3 separate regions of the Sus scrofa genome follow, and all the other regions are linked to region 1. The links are chromatin contacts, called in public Hi-C and HiChIP or PLAC-seq maps. All regions are on one chromosome and are shown on one strand. Each heading gives the region's core, a stretch centred on a gene start, on an enhancer-like site or on the middle of the called end of the contact. The rest is flanking DNA. Distances are from core to core; before and after follow the strand shown. Region 1 overlaps GALNT2 (polypeptide N-acetylgalactosaminyltransferase 2). Region 2 overlaps GALNT2 (polypeptide N-acetylgalactosaminyltransferase 2). Region 3 holds the start of GALNT2 (polypeptide N-acetylgalactosaminyltransferase 2).

Region 1 (4,739 bases), core at 1,350-3,849:
CGGGAATGATAACAGCCACTGACTAGAGGTCCCCAGGACCCGCAGTGGGGCAGGAGGCCTGGCCACAAGGACAAAGGCTGTAATCCATCTCACAGGAGTGGGGAGTGGGGAGCAGGGCCACGAGATGGCTGAGCTCACAGTGTTGGACAAAAGAAACTTCTCACAAGTGAGACCTCTTGGGCTGGAATTATGAAAAGACAGCGGGGGCTTGAGGCGGGGAGGGCACCGTGGGGGGCTGATGACCGGTGAATTAGAAGGCGTCCTCAGACAAAAGTGGGCATTCTCGATGAATTATTTTTTTGTAAGGACTGGATAAATTAACACCAAGGTCACTGCAACGCTTATTTTTATGCAGAAAGTATCATGGGTATTTTTTTCCTCTCTTTCCGTACCACACTGGGAATTAAAATGTACTGGCTGTGATTTAAAAAAAAAAAAAAGTAGTCACAATAAAGACAGAAAAAGAAAAATCTTTTAAATGCTTATGGATGAGCCCTCATAAGTTACTGTTTCAGGGTGTTTATCAAAGATGACTACAGAAATACTCTTGTCTACAGGGAAACAGGCAATCAATGAATTGAACTGAGTCCCAGGCATGGCACCAAGCTGATTTGGTTTCATTAGCTCACTTAATTTGATCTCACTTATATGTATAAAAAAGGACTAAATGCATTTAGATGAGTATTAAATTTTACTCACAGCAGTGGACAAAAATCCCTAGGGCACGAAAGATGGGGGTGATTTTCCAAAACCAGAGCCAGGAAGAAGGTAACACAACAGTTAACGGGAGGAAGCCGGAGCCTGAGAAGGTGAGCAAGGTGGTCAAGTCCTGTCCTGCTGATGCACCTTGGAGCCAGCGACCAGGAACCAGGAGACGTGGGGATGGGCGGCACAGTGAGGAGAAGTGGATTTCAGGGGCATTGGGAGGGTGGGGCGGTGGGGGTGGAGAACCGAGGCTGGGGAGGAGGTGGCATTCACCCTGTCCTATAAGACAAAGGAGAGGATGGGTCACAGCAGGATTAATCAACTGGTTCCCTCGGAGCCTCTCCTTTCATTCCTCTCCAGGCTTTGCACCAGTAGCCCGGGGCTTCGAAAACTTTTGTGCCAAAAGCCGCAGGAAGAAATAAACTGGCTGTAGAGAAGCAGCACACAACTCATATCATAAATGTATATATAATACATATACATAGACACACATATGCACACACACACATATGTGACAAGTTCCATAAAATACTCTCTACGTTTACATGTGGGATGTGCTGATATCTTCTCTGGTCTATTTTTTTCTTTGAAATACTGGTGCTGTCCTCTCAAGTTTCATCATCTACTTAGTAGGCTGAGATTTAGAGTTTGAGAGCCTTGCCCTCATCTTCACAAGAGTCGTGTCCAAGGTTCCAGCCTGTCCATTTGCACACTGTTAAGTCTACCCCAAGGCAAAGAGGTCGAAGAAGCCTCCAGGCCCACCGGTCTGAGCCCTCGGAGTCCACGGGCAGCTGCGACCCCTCCCCGCTGTGGAAAGTAACATAACATCTTTTCTATCAAAGGAAATCTTGGTTACTCCATTTTGCTCCGGTTTCGGCTCAAACGCCCCCTGCGACCCCCTTCCTCTTTACCTCTTTTCCCAGCAACAATCTGTTTCAATCAGCCAACAGGGAAGAATGTGCACCCTGACCTGACCCATGGGAAGGGGACAGGTACATCACCTGCGTTAGGGATAAATAGGGGAGGGTCCTTTGTTCGGCGCACGTGCTGTTTGGACACCTGTGCCCTTCTGCAGAAGTAAAGAGCCTTGTCGGGATTTCTCCTTGTCTACGTGTCTCACTTTCCGACACTGGCAACCCGAGCCAGCATTATCTTAATTTCCAACACCCTCAAGCCGTGCAGCCCCTCCCCAGGCCTGCCTACTAGGATATCACAGGCAGGGGGGTGGGGGGAGGTGGGGGCGTGGGGGGGAGGCAGAGTCTGAGCTAACTAGAGAACAGGAAGTCCTCCTCCCAGCCTGTGCTGGGCAGGACCGGGGGTCAGGATCTGAGTGCTTTATTGAGGAAACACAGGCCCTACATCATCTCCTCTATGGCATCCTGTGCTCTAAGGGCAGCTCACATTTCTGGCAGGGCCGGAACCTCTGGCTTCCTGGCAGCACCCTGATTGATATTAGACCCTGTATCACCTTTATCCTCCCCCTGGTCTGGATCTAAACATGCAGCCCTGAGCTTGAATGGAAACAGCAGTCAAAGTAAAAGACGAAGGTTCTACCAGGTGACCGCCCCCCCCACCGCACCCCCAGCCTGTGCTCTGTCCCGCAGGCTATGCTGGTTGTAGGGGATGGGAAGAGCCAAGAGAGACGACAAAGGAAGCCGTGGTGACCATCAACCGCCCTGTGATCATTATGCTGACAAAGAACCAAGTCCAGTCCGGGAGGCCACACAAAATCTTGATTGTATTTCTGAACAAGAAAGAGTATAAGGTTCCAGGGAGCCACTCAGGTCGGGGAGCTTAAGTAGCAAAGAGCTGCATGGACATCACACGAAGGCCTCCACACCCACCCTCCCCATGCATCCAGCCCAGCCCTCAGAGCTGTGGGCGGTGGCCCAGCCCGAGGTCCCGTGACTTGTTTCGCAGCCACAAGGACTGACTCCACAGGGAAGGACAAGCTGAGAAGGATTCCTCTGGGAGAAGGGCGGCTCCCTGCCTCCCGCCACCTTGAAAAGGCAAGGGGAGCCCACACAGTCCCTGGTGGGCGGCCAGACACCGCAGCTGCTCATCAGAGGCGTCCAGACAGAACTGTGGAGCTTATAGAATCCACACAAGACAGAGCAAAAGAGCTCGAGAAGGACTCTGAAACTCTGTGAAGGGAAAAGGCATCCTTGTCAAAAAGGTCACACCACCCAGGAGACAAGACTTCCACTTTCAGAATAAGACGCATGTCCCCTCCCAACACGATCTCAGATCTCAACGTGGAGCCACTCACTTTTCTGCTGACAGAAACGAAGACCGGGGGCAGAGGAAGCGGAGCTGTTGTTTTAGTAAATCTTAAAGCAGTTTTCAGGAATAGGATCAAAAGTTCAAAAAAAAAGACGTTTGTTTTATCCAAACCCAAGTTTCAAACATACCCCCTTGGGAGATGTATGAAACACTGTCGGGAGTAACAGGGGCTCCGAGGTGGGTGGCCACCCAGTCACCTCCCCACCCCCACCCTCACCCTGGGGGCTGTCACTCTACATTGTGGCAGGATCAGAGAAGATGCGTGACGCCTCCAGAGAAGCTCTGCGGAGCTGGTCCAGCAACCCGCCTGGGAGGTCCATCTCCAGGAAGGAAGGTCCCCTGAAGTGGGCCTGGCCAGAGGGCAGGTTTGGGGGGTCTCCATCCCGCCGCCCTATTATACAACTGAACAGTGCATGGCTACAATTTCCCTCCCTGGACACAGAATTATTCAATACATCTGCCTGTTCATATTTACACGGCTGAGACGTAAAACAACAAAACCTAAACTAAGCCTGCCACCCACCTCATTAAGCCAAGCAAGGCAGCACGCTGTGGTAGGACACACAAACACACACACACAGTGACACATACACACACTGACATAATGACACACACACAAGTGGTTTCTTCAATCCTCTTAATGCAAGGGTCCTCGACCTCTTGCTGAGTCCCCTGCACCAAAGGGGTCCAGTGTAACCCCCCAGAGTCACTGGGAGGAGGGGGATCACCTCCCCCAGCAGCCAGCCCAGCATCATCGCAGCAACCTGGGGCTCAAACCACTAACCGCACGCACAGTGGGCAGTAGCCCACAAGACAGCACCCTGTAAGGTGGCAACCAGGCGGCCACAATGACCAATACTCCTGCACCCTAAGTGGCCCCACACTGCCCCCCCAACCCCAGGCGAGACAAGGTCCAATCAAAGAGCTGCAGCTGTGTTTGTAACCAGGGGACGGAGAATCAGACACGGAGGCCCTGTGAGAGGCAGGGCCCTGTCTCTAGGACCAGGCATCTGGCCACATCTGCAGCAAGGAGGGCAGGCAGAGGGCAGCATGCCTGTGCTGAGGGAGGAGCTTGTCCAGACTGTGAGAGGGAGGAAGGGGCAGGGGCTGGGGGCAGGTGGGGAGGGTGCTGCAAAGCAAGCTCCCACTGAGAATGTGAACTTGGCCCTGGTCTGAGAATTTAAAAGGGACAGGAAGGAAGCTGTGGCCAGGGCAGTAGACCAGTGCAGAACAAGCCTCAGACCACGGCCGGCCCAGCACCACCAGCTCTCCAGCCATTTCTGCCTGAGTCCTGGACCCGCAAAGGGAGCACAGAGGCCAAACCACACCTTCTCCCTGAAGCAGGTGGTTTTCTGGGAGCTGTGCTCACCATAATGAATGCTTTTAATAAAACGAGGGCATTGTATCCCATGGTCAGTTAAACTAGGAAAAGAGAGAGAAAGGGTTTGGGTGTGTTCATTTTAGTTGCCATATTTATTGGTCCAGTGGCGACATTCCAGAAAGAGTACAAAGCCATTCCTCTAAACTGAGGATGGAGTCCAATCTCAGAACATGAAGTGGGATCCGTTCTACCGCCTCCCGACTCAGTGAGGTCCCCACCCACCCAGCTGTTGGGACTCTGCCTCCTATTTTGTCTGCTCTGGCCCTTCCTTCCTCCCAGTGCTCAGGTCACGGTGAAGGCCCAGCCTTCTCACCTAGACCCTGCAGGACCCTCCCAATCGCCCACCTGCCCTAGACTGGCTTCCCTGACC
Region 2 (4,739 bases), core at 851-3,350, 110 kb before region 1:
AAGCCCATCATGTCTTTAGCAAACACTGCCCAGCCTCAGTATTCTCTCCAAACATGCTTTCATATTTTTTAACCACGTGGACAGGTTGAGAATTTTCCAGCTCTTCAAGTTCAGGTTTCCTCTTCTGAGGATCTTTCCTCTTGAATGTGACGACAGGTGTCAAGTAGAAACCAGGCTGTGCCCTCCTCACTCTGTTGAGAGCCTCCTCAGCTGTCTGTCCAGGCTGAACACTTGCAGGGACTCTGCCCACAAAGCACGAGAACACAGCGCCACCAAGTTCGCTGCCACTTTCTCACAAGGACCGCCCTCCAGTTTCCAGTCTCTCCTTCCTCATTTCCATCGAGCCTTCAGCAGACCCTTAACATTCATGTATCTGCTGACACTTTGTTCCCAATGATCTGGGTGCACCTCTCAGAAAGGAGATGCTTATCAACAGCTACCCTTTTCTCTTTGAATCACCTTTAACATCCTTTTTTTTTTTCTTTTCCATTTTTGGTCGCCCCACGGCATATGGCGATCTGGGGCCAGGGATTGGATCCGAGCCACAGCTGTGACCTAAGCTGCAGCTGCTGCAATGCTAGATCCTCAACCCACTGTGCTGGGCCGGGGATCGAACCTGAGTCCCAGTGTCTCCAAGATACCACTGATCCTGTTGCACCACCTACTATCCATGTTTCTACCGACAGCTCCTTCAAGACAATCGAGGTGTTTTCTAAAATGCCCCAAACTCTTCCAGCTTCCACCCACTTAGCAGCTCTACAGCTACATCCACACTTCCTGCACCAAGGTGGGCATCCCCTTTCAGGAGCTGTCTAAGCAGAGTATACAGACTGGGGGACAGTCAACAGAAACGGGTTTTTCTCACAGTTCTGAAGGCTCAACGTTGGCGACCAAAGTGCCAGCAGGGGTGGTCCCTGCGAGGCCTCGCTGCTGGGCTTGTCCACGACCATCTCTCCACCTCCCAGTGTGCACTTCTATGTCCTGACCTCCTCTTCTAAGGACACAGTCACACTGGGTGAGGGCCCAGCCCGATGGTCTCATGCTGATGCCCCTCTTGAAGGACCGTCTCCAAGTACACTTGCATCTGAGGCCTGGGGGTGAGGAACGTTGAGGTCCTAACTTTAACGTATGAATCGGGGGTGGTGGTGGGGACCGGCAGTGAACCTCAAATAGTTTCCACTTCCAGAAAGCCAGCCCCAGGGCTTAGTGACATTGCTCTGCAGCTCTGTCCCCACACCCTTTCCCAGCAGCCCTTCAAGCCGTTGTTCCCAAGGGAAGACACATGGGCCACGTTCACCCTGTGGCTGGTGGTACAGGGCCCTGAAAACTGGGAAGCACTCAGCCAGCCAGGTCCAGCCTAGTCCTACCGGAGGGGTGAGGGGGATGGGGGAAAGCTGAGGTATCAGCTGGCCTCTGCCCTGGGTCTGGTCTAGCCTCCCTCCCTTCCTCTTCTGCAAACCCTGAGGGCCGCCAGCCTCGCCCACAGATCCCAGCCTACCACATGGGGAACGTGCCCTGGTGTGTGGCCCCCACCAGCCTCGTGTGACATGTGCCGTCACCTGTTCCTCACTGGTGGTCGGGCCTGGTTCCTCGTGCACCTTCCCCACCTCACTCCGTCTCTCCTTCCCTGGCGGGGAACTGGGCACTACATCGGCGTCTGCATCTCACACATGCGGGCAGTGACCTTTTGCTGAAAACTCAGCACCTGTGACATCTCCCCAGATCCTGTCCGTGTACCAGAAGCACACGACCGCAGTCCAGAGTGAGGACAGAGCCCTCGATGTTGCAGCCCGGTGCCAGGGTGCTAGGGAGCGGTCAGTGTTGTGTCCCCACACACCCATGGGGCTGTTCAAAGGGAGGTGTCTGTCAAGGCTGAGGATGCGGGGGGAACACCACGCCTGCCTGGGATGGGACTGGAGGAGCCAGGTAACAGGTAAATAGCAGATCGACTTAAATACTTTAAAAGCTGTGAAGACATCAGTTGCCTTAGTCCTTCCCTGGTTAGAGTGTAGACTCTGGGTCTCAGTGCCCAGGCTGACCAGGTGAATACTCAGGGGTGGTGTGACCTTGAGCAGGTTAGCCTGTGACCTTGAGCAGGCTGACAGCTGCAAGCACTAGCTTCCCCAGCCAACTGTAACACGCAGCCCTAACGCAATCGCCTAGGTTACTGTGAGAAGGGCTGGCATGCTGCCTGGAACATTAAACACTCCATGAATGATAACGGTTACTATTACAAATAAGAATTCACACCAAAAGGGCACAGTGGTAAGAGGGGAATGCATTTTAAAACTGTGATAAGACATGGTCATTGAGCAGCACCCCCTGCCAGGACAGACCATAACCACACTCCCCAAACACCAGTCACATCCATCCCATAAAGACCAACAGTGACTGCAGCCACCAGCAATGTTATCTATAAAGTATCTTCTCTTTATTTAAGTTAAACAATTTTCAAGGATGGTTTCCATCTATAAAATGGACAAAGTACAAGCTCTGTACAGCAGTTCTTTTTAAAAATCAACTGGAAAAAAAATTACCAAACTATATTTTGAATTTGCAAAACATACTCACAGATACCATCATTTTAGCTTTTATGAAGACATAAGAAAGACCAGCACAGAGAAGACAACTAACTTTGCCACGCTTTGCTCAAAGGGCTCTTAGGAAAGAATCTTTACTTGTAAAAACAGGAGTGGGAGGGTGGGGTAGTCTCGATGACTAAAAAGTAATGCAACCACAGTAAGTCACTTTGGCACACTGTGTCATGTAAACATAGCTCACCCCTGGGGGCCCTCCCAGCCCATCTCTGCTCACAACGCCCACACCCCAGCTCAGAGGCAGGGAGCTGCCCCCCCAAGGGCCTGGGAGACCCATCTCGATGGTACGAAAGTTGGTAAGACTTGGGGGGGGTAGGGGTGTGGGCGAGGATTTGTCAAGAACCTGATTAAAGTTGGTTTTACTTCAAAGCCCAATTTGTTTTCCCTCTGTGGGAAATTTTTTTTTCCTAACAGCAGTAGTACCTCACAGGTGACAGGATCTGGCCATGGGACCCTGGGGCCTGTGACTGCTTCCCACCCCACCTGCGCTCCACAGCCTCACCCAGGTACCCAGAACTCTCCCCAGGAGCTAACGTGTAGTCAGGATCAGCCTCTGAAGACAGAGGTGTGCACAGCTGATCCAGCTGTGGCCTCCCTGTTTGCTGAAAACACAGCTGGTTGGGTGGCAGGGGGCAAAAGACAGGACAAAGTCACCCAGCCACCTCCATGCTGATCCCACTGTCATCAAGGGAACACATGGGGGCTTCTGAGGTGCAGGGAGAGAGACTAACAGCACCCTCTTTCCTAGAAGAAATATGCAGGAGGAGCTGCATCAGCAGTGTCAACCTGGCAGAACCTTCTGGGGCCCGAGGATGTCCAGGCATAATGCATGTCCCACCACCAAGCCAGCCTCTTCACGACCAGGCGTGCGTGCGGGAGGGGCGGGTGAAGAAAGGAGGGCAGTGACCTCTGACCAGGGGCCCTCCTGTGGGGGCTGTGGCTGGTGACTGCTGCACGCGGGGCACCTCAGAGACAAGGAAGTGTCACGTGGGTGTTGGGCAGTGACCTGGCTCCTTCCTGTGACTGTTTAGTTCACAGCTGTCTCCTGGTTTATACCAACACATGCTTCCTAAACCACAGCTTCCTGTTTTGTGCCCTGAATCCTCAGGCGTTGTTTGGTCTCCACTTTGCCTAATTCTTGACCAAAGCCCCCGAGGCAGGCAGATTCCAGGGCCCAGGTGACCCTGACAGTGGTGGCGGCGCACCAGGGGTCCTCGCAATCAGCAGCACAGCCTGGGCCACCTCCCTCCATCCCTGGGAGCTGGGGGACTGTTTTCTTAATTCATTTCATCCTTAGAGGAAAGAAACTGAATTTACAAAAACCCAAAGTAGTATCTGTCAAAATAAGTAATCCGTCCAGGTTTACAAACACCAAGGGTATGAAAAGTGGATTCCAACACAGAGCGTGACTCCCAGCTGAAGTCAGACTGGGAGGCTGGGGTCGGGGCGGGGGTGGGGGGGTGGGGCCTCCCGGCCAGGGCAGCACCTACTCACCTATAAGGCTCCAGGGGCGGCAGAGGAGGGGGGGGCTCCCCCTCCTGCCGGCTGTGATCTGCTTTGTGGAGGGTTTACACGATGAGCATGACCTACAGAAACCATAGGGAACTGACCGTACGTTCTCTCTCTATGCTGGCGTTTAGTGTCCCGCCGCAGAGGAGTTCGTTTCCAAACAGAGCAAGTACACCACGCGGGACAGGGGCTGCGCCGGGAAGACCAGCGGAGGGTGGGGAGGGGAGGGGCCTGCGACAAAAGCGCGCACAGCCACGGGACCCGGCTGGCCTGGCCGCCCCGTGGGATCCAAGTGGAGATTTCCAGAGAGTTCTCCTCGCTGTGATGCCGCAACGACCCCCTTCCCCGCCCGGTCCTCCAGCTGTGGCGCCGGCGCTTGGACGTCACCCGCTGTGGGGCCGCGGGAAGCGGGCGTTGGGGCCCCCGGGGGCCGGGGAGCAGCCCCCTCCCTCGCCGCTTCTGTGCCGCCCGCCCCCGGGCTGGGGCCGCAGCTCTCGTCTCCAGACCATGATGGAATACTGAGGTATATAGTTTCGTGGAAAGTCTAAGAAACGTAATCGATAGCGTGACCACCTTCCCGGCCGGGGGCGCTACGGCCCCCTACTGTTGCAGGTTGAGCGAGAACTTCCACTG
Region 3 (4,739 bases), core at 1,357-3,856, 72 kb after region 1:
AGTCTCAGGGCACTTACTTTATTTTCTTTTCTTTTTAGGGCCACACCCAAGGCATATGGAAATTCCGAGCCTACGGGTCCGTCGAACTGGAGCTGCAGCTGCCCGCCTATATGCCACAGCCACAGCAACGCGGGACCCAAGCCACATTTGCGACTACACCACAGTTCATGGCAACAGATCCTTAACCCACTAAGCGAGGTCAGGGATAGAACCCACATCCTCACAGACACTACGTTGGGTTCTTAACCCACCGAGCCACAACAGGAACTCCCAGGGTCCACTCCAACTTCAAAAGCTATTGCATTCACACTCCCTTCCTCAAGTGACACATCACAACATTCCAAGGGCTAGGATTAAATGCTATGGTTCATGGACAGAAAAGAATCCTGCCACCAATCCATGTATAACTGTTCATTTTCTACACTTCATTCTAAATCTCTGTACCCTCCTGTCGCCACCAGGACACAAGGAGGTCCTGAATTCTTTTTCTTTTTTAAACTAAGGATCAAATGGAAGAACCCTCAAAAACCATCCACCTGCTGCAGCCCACCAGGCAGAAGGCAACGTCTCCAGACCCTCATGATACCCTCGTGCTGTTTCTAATCACACGTGCTACCAAGAATGGCTAAACAAGTGAAGGGAATTGCTAAGTAAGGCTTATGTGTGTGGGTTTCTTTCACATGAAAGGCAGGAAGCTTTGCCAGGTTCACCAGCACACCAAGCTACATGGTCCTGGGCAGCAAAGCTATTAAAATAATTCCAGCTTAACAGGACCATGGCTTTCAAAGGGCTGCACTGCTTCCTTGGGGGGGCAGTGCTCTTTACTATTCATTGAATGGAGACGTCGTGTACATGAACAGTCCCCTGGACTCAAACAGGGGAAAACGGGGCTGAGAGTACATGTCAGCTCAGAAGTAAGCGAGGCCAATTCCGTACATGCAAAGACTTCTCATTTCTTCCCCTCTTTATAAGGCAAGCCTATGAAATTTACCAATAATTAAGTAATACACCTATCTCCATCTAAGACATTCTTCAGCTGAGAATGAAAGAAGGAAGGAAGCCAGGAAGGAAACCTCTGAAGCAGCCAAACCTCAGCGCTGACATTCATGGCCTGACTTTAGGACTAAATCTTTTCTTCCAGTTACCCCTGTGTGGCTTGTTCCTGATACCATTCCCTCGTTCCAGCCCAATCCATGGTCCATCTCCATTAACTCAGAATTTCCTGGGTTTGCGGTGACACTAAGTGTCACAGTATAGGGGTTACACGGTGTGGGAGCTGCTTTTAAAGCCTAGGAGCCACCAAACAACACAGGCGGCCTGTGCACAGCCCGGAGCCGCGCTCTCTGAGCAGGATCCCAGAGTCCGGGCGTCCGGGGCGCTCCACTTCCTCCCGAAGGCGCCCAGCCGTCCAGGTGGCTCGCTCGGTCCCCACAGACTTACCCCTCGGCCCTTGGAGCCTGCCCGGAACACACACAGCGACGGAGGGACCATCGCCGCAGAACGCAGGCGTCGGCCGGGAAAGGCAGGCGCCGGGGCCGCGCCGGAGGGCCGACCGAACTGGGCTGCGAGCAGGAGCCGCGAGGGGACGCGTGGGGATGGCGGCGGCCGGCCTCCCCCGGGGCGCAGGGGAGAGGAGGCCCTCCGCCTGCACCGCCGGGCAGTCCGTTCCGTCCGGCGCGCGGGGCTGGCTGCGCCCCCGCCCCCCGAGGTACCGGGCAGAGACAGAACTGCCCCCGCCTCGCGGCGACAAGAGGGAAGGCGTGGGGACGGGGTAAGGGGGAGGGGGTTTGTAGAGGCTAGTATCAAAGGGCTGAAAAGAAACTTGCACTCCTCTCTCCTAAGGTACGTGACATGTCGGAACGGGAGCCGCCTCTCCCCCCTCCTCCCACCCCCTTTTGTGTCTGGGGTAGCACCCCCGCCCCTGAACTTCCCACCACAGGGGATGGGGCTCCCCGCGGCCGGACGAGACTCAACTTAAATTACGCGGAGCAGAGAGAGGCTGGGGAGCCAAAGGAAGGCGACAGCGGCCCCAGCTCCGGGAGCTGAGCCGGGTCGCCCTCTCCCGAGCCAGGCGAGCGCAGAGGGGCCGGGGCGCACGGCCCTGGGGACTTGGCTGGGAGGCCCGGTGCGGGGGCGAGTGGCCCGGGCGGAGATCCGCGCATAGAAGGGCAGAAGGGACTGAGGGCTCCCTTGGTGCTCCGCCGCACATCCGAACGACTGGGGGGTCCGCGGCGGGGCCGGGTGCGCGTGGGCGCCAGGGATTCCGGGGGCCGGGCCGCGGACGGGTGCCCCACTCACCTTCCTGCCGGCGCCGCCGCTGGCGCCCGCGGCCAGTGCGGAGCCGCCCCCCGAGTACATGTAGTAGGCGATGCCCAGCACCCACAGGAAGGCGAAGCAGAGCAGCATCCGCGAGCGCCGCCGCATCCTCCCGACTCGGCCGCCGGCCGCGGCCGCTGCTCGCGAGTGCTGCCTGGGGCCGCGGCGGGCGCGGGCCGGGGAGGAGCGGAGGAAGGGGAAGGGCGCGGCGGCTCCTCCTCCGGCGCGGCTGGCGGCGAAGGCAGCGCGCGCCCAGCGCCCGAGCTCCGCCCCGGCCGGGAGCGCCGCGCGGCGCCCGAGCAGGAAGCGGCGGCCGCGGAGGCGGCGAGGGGGTCAGGGAGCAAAGGGCGGCCAATCGGCTGCCGCTGCGGGGCCCGGCGCGGGCTGAGGAGGGTATTAACGCGTCTCCATGGCGGCGGCACGCCGGCCCTGCGGGGAGGGCCTCCGCGGCGCCCGCCCCGCCGCTCCCCTCCACCCCCGTGAGTGACAGGTGGCTGCTTGGGCCCCGGGGGGCGCGCGCACACGTGCGCACACACACATGCACCCGCACAAGGGACCGCAGGTCGCCGCCGCCTCGCTCCGCCGCGGAGAGGACCACCTCTGGGTCACCGCAGACCCCGGCAGGCTCGCTCTTACAGGCCGACGACCTGAATTTTTTTGGTGCAAACCCCCTTCCTGAACCAGACTGGGCGGCTGCTCGCTGCAGTTTTCTTACTAATCTTGCAGCAAAACATCCCTGATCCCCAGGTGTCCATTTATTTATTTAGGCAGAGGTGGGGGCCTAGGGGTAGAAACCGAGAGGTGATTCTCAAGGGAACATTTTTCCAGGGATGAACAGAGCGGTTAATAGCAAGGTTTCCTTTTTTGCCTTTAAGTAAACACGAAATGAGGAAGAAAGAAGGCAATATGTATTTTTAAAAGCTTTTCTTTGGGATTGGTTGCTGTCTTAAGAGAAAAGAGGCAGCACAGGAAACAGCTTTAAAGACGCAAGACAAATCTGTCTTGTAATAGAATCTGTGTAACCTTGATGATGCCCTTTAAGAGCAAAGTTTTCAGTGTTTTGTGGAAAGAAAGAAATGTTACTTAGCACTTGATATTTTAAAAAGGATCAGGGAGCTGCCCAGTCTGGGGGATAAAGCAGCAGCTGCCTGAATCTGAAACTACTCACATCCTCAACAAACACAAAGACAAATAAACAAACAAGCCTTTAGCACCACTAGGAGAGTGAATGCCATGAACCGAACTTAAAATTACTTCTTAAGTAGGAGAGAAAAAAAAAGACAGCAAATTCCAACAGAGTTCCCTCCACTGTTGTCAAGGACTCAAGGGAAACCCAGGCTTAAATCCTGTGAAGAGCAAGTCCAACACCAAGAACCAAACACTGAACACAGGTTGGGTACTTGACCGAAAAGGGGAAGAGGTTTGAAAGACAATAGGACAGGAGGTAGCAGCCTTGAAGAAGCCTTGCTTCTGGGAACGGTCCAGTAAACAGAAACAGGGCAATAGCCTTTGGAGGTCTGGCGGCAAAGAGAAAGAAGGACGTAAAAAAGGACGATTAAAGATCCCGCAGAAAAAGGAATTCCCATCGTGGCACAGTGGAAACAAATCCAACTAGGAACCATGAGGTGGCGGATTCAATTCGTGGCCTCACTCAGTGGGTTAAGGATCCAGCGTTGCTGTGAGCTGTGGTATAGGTCACAGATGCAGCTCGGATCCTGCATTGCTGTGGCTCTGGAGTAGGCTGGCATTGGATTGGATCCCCTAGCCTGGGAACCTCCATATGCCACAGGTGCGGCCCTAAAGAGACAAAAAAGACAAAAAAAAAGATCCTGTAGAAATAAAAGACGACCAATCCCTCCATCAACTGTGATTCTCTCTTAAGAACTGGGCTTCAATGTACAGGGAGGAGAGAACATTCTAGAACTGTGAACCTGTGTCACAATGCCTCCTAGCACTAAAACATCAGAATAACTGCAAACAAAATGACCACAAAAAGAAAAAAATTAATCACATTCCTTCTGAAGAGAAGATGAACCATAATATTTCTGCTGATGAAAACTCCTCTGACAATATAACCACAAAAGAGAGGAAAAATTTAACAGCGTGTGTCAAACTCTTAAGCTGAACAAAAAAATCATGTGTTGGGATATACACAGACACACATAATCAGAATCAAAATTCAAAAACTCAGACAAAATTTGGGAAGAAGTACAGCAAGAGTTGCTCACATTCAGGAAAGAAATTGAAAATAAAGACAAAGCTATCCTGGAAACAAACAGAAAAATTATAAGATGCCAAGGAAGAATATATCAAATACAAATATGCAAAAGGACCCCCAGAAATGGCAAGAAAATAACCAAGAAATTGAAAATAAGATAAAGAAGTAAAAAAAAACTTTCACAGCTAAGGTGATTGAAATGAAA

Evidence for each region. A called contact is a pair of places that touch in the nucleus more often than the background predicts. HiChIP or PLAC-seq counts read pairs in DNA pulled down with a chosen protein or histone mark.
Region 2: a contact with region 1 is called in an H3K27ac HiChIP or PLAC-seq map of alveolar macrophages. The contact joins two enhancer-like sites. A contact is called at or near these places in 1 of 5 promoter capture datasets (liver), 1 of 47 Hi-C or Micro-C datasets (embryonic fibroblasts) and 1 of 2 datasets of contacts at active chromatin or transcription factors (alveolar macrophages).
Region 3: a contact with region 1 is called in a Hi-C map of retroperitoneal adipose tissue, with 1.6 times the contacts expected there. The contact joins the promoter of GALNT2 here to the enhancer-like site in region 1. A contact is called at or near these places in 1 of 5 promoter capture datasets (liver), 7 of 47 Hi-C or Micro-C datasets (alveolar macrophages, embryonic fibroblasts, liver and 4 more) and 1 of 2 datasets of contacts at active chromatin or transcription factors (alveolar macrophages).

What each region holds. Positions count from the first base shown.
Region 1 is chr14:60,066,697-60,071,435 of Sscrofa11.1, forward strand. All of the region lies in intron 1 of GALNT2 (polypeptide N-acetylgalactosaminyltransferase 2), which reads right to left. Among named protein-coding and RNA genes, the nearest start is that of GALNT2, 72 kb to the right of the region's middle. Within about 2 kb of position 2,600, at least 20 of the 83 cell types and tissues checked have an H3K27ac peak or open chromatin away from gene starts, as enhancers often do. A contact at or near this core is called in alveolar macrophages, retroperitoneal adipose tissue and subcutaneous adipose tissue, where this site is marked.
Region 2 is chr14:59,958,846-59,963,584 of Sscrofa11.1, forward strand. GALNT2 (polypeptide N-acetylgalactosaminyltransferase 2) reads right to left here. Exons shown (of 16, transcript XM_001927774.6): 16 at 2,410-4,739. The coding sequence ends at 4,707. Among named protein-coding and RNA genes, the nearest start is that of PGBD5, 120 kb to the left of the region's middle. Within about 2 kb of position 2,101, at least 14 of the 83 cell types and tissues checked have an H3K27ac peak or open chromatin away from gene starts, as enhancers often do. A contact at or near this core is called in alveolar macrophages, where this site is marked.
Region 3 is chr14:60,138,773-60,143,511 of Sscrofa11.1, forward strand. GALNT2 (polypeptide N-acetylgalactosaminyltransferase 2) reads right to left here and starts at 2,607. Exons shown (of 16, transcript XM_001927774.6): 1 at 2,299-2,607. The coding sequence starts at 2,424.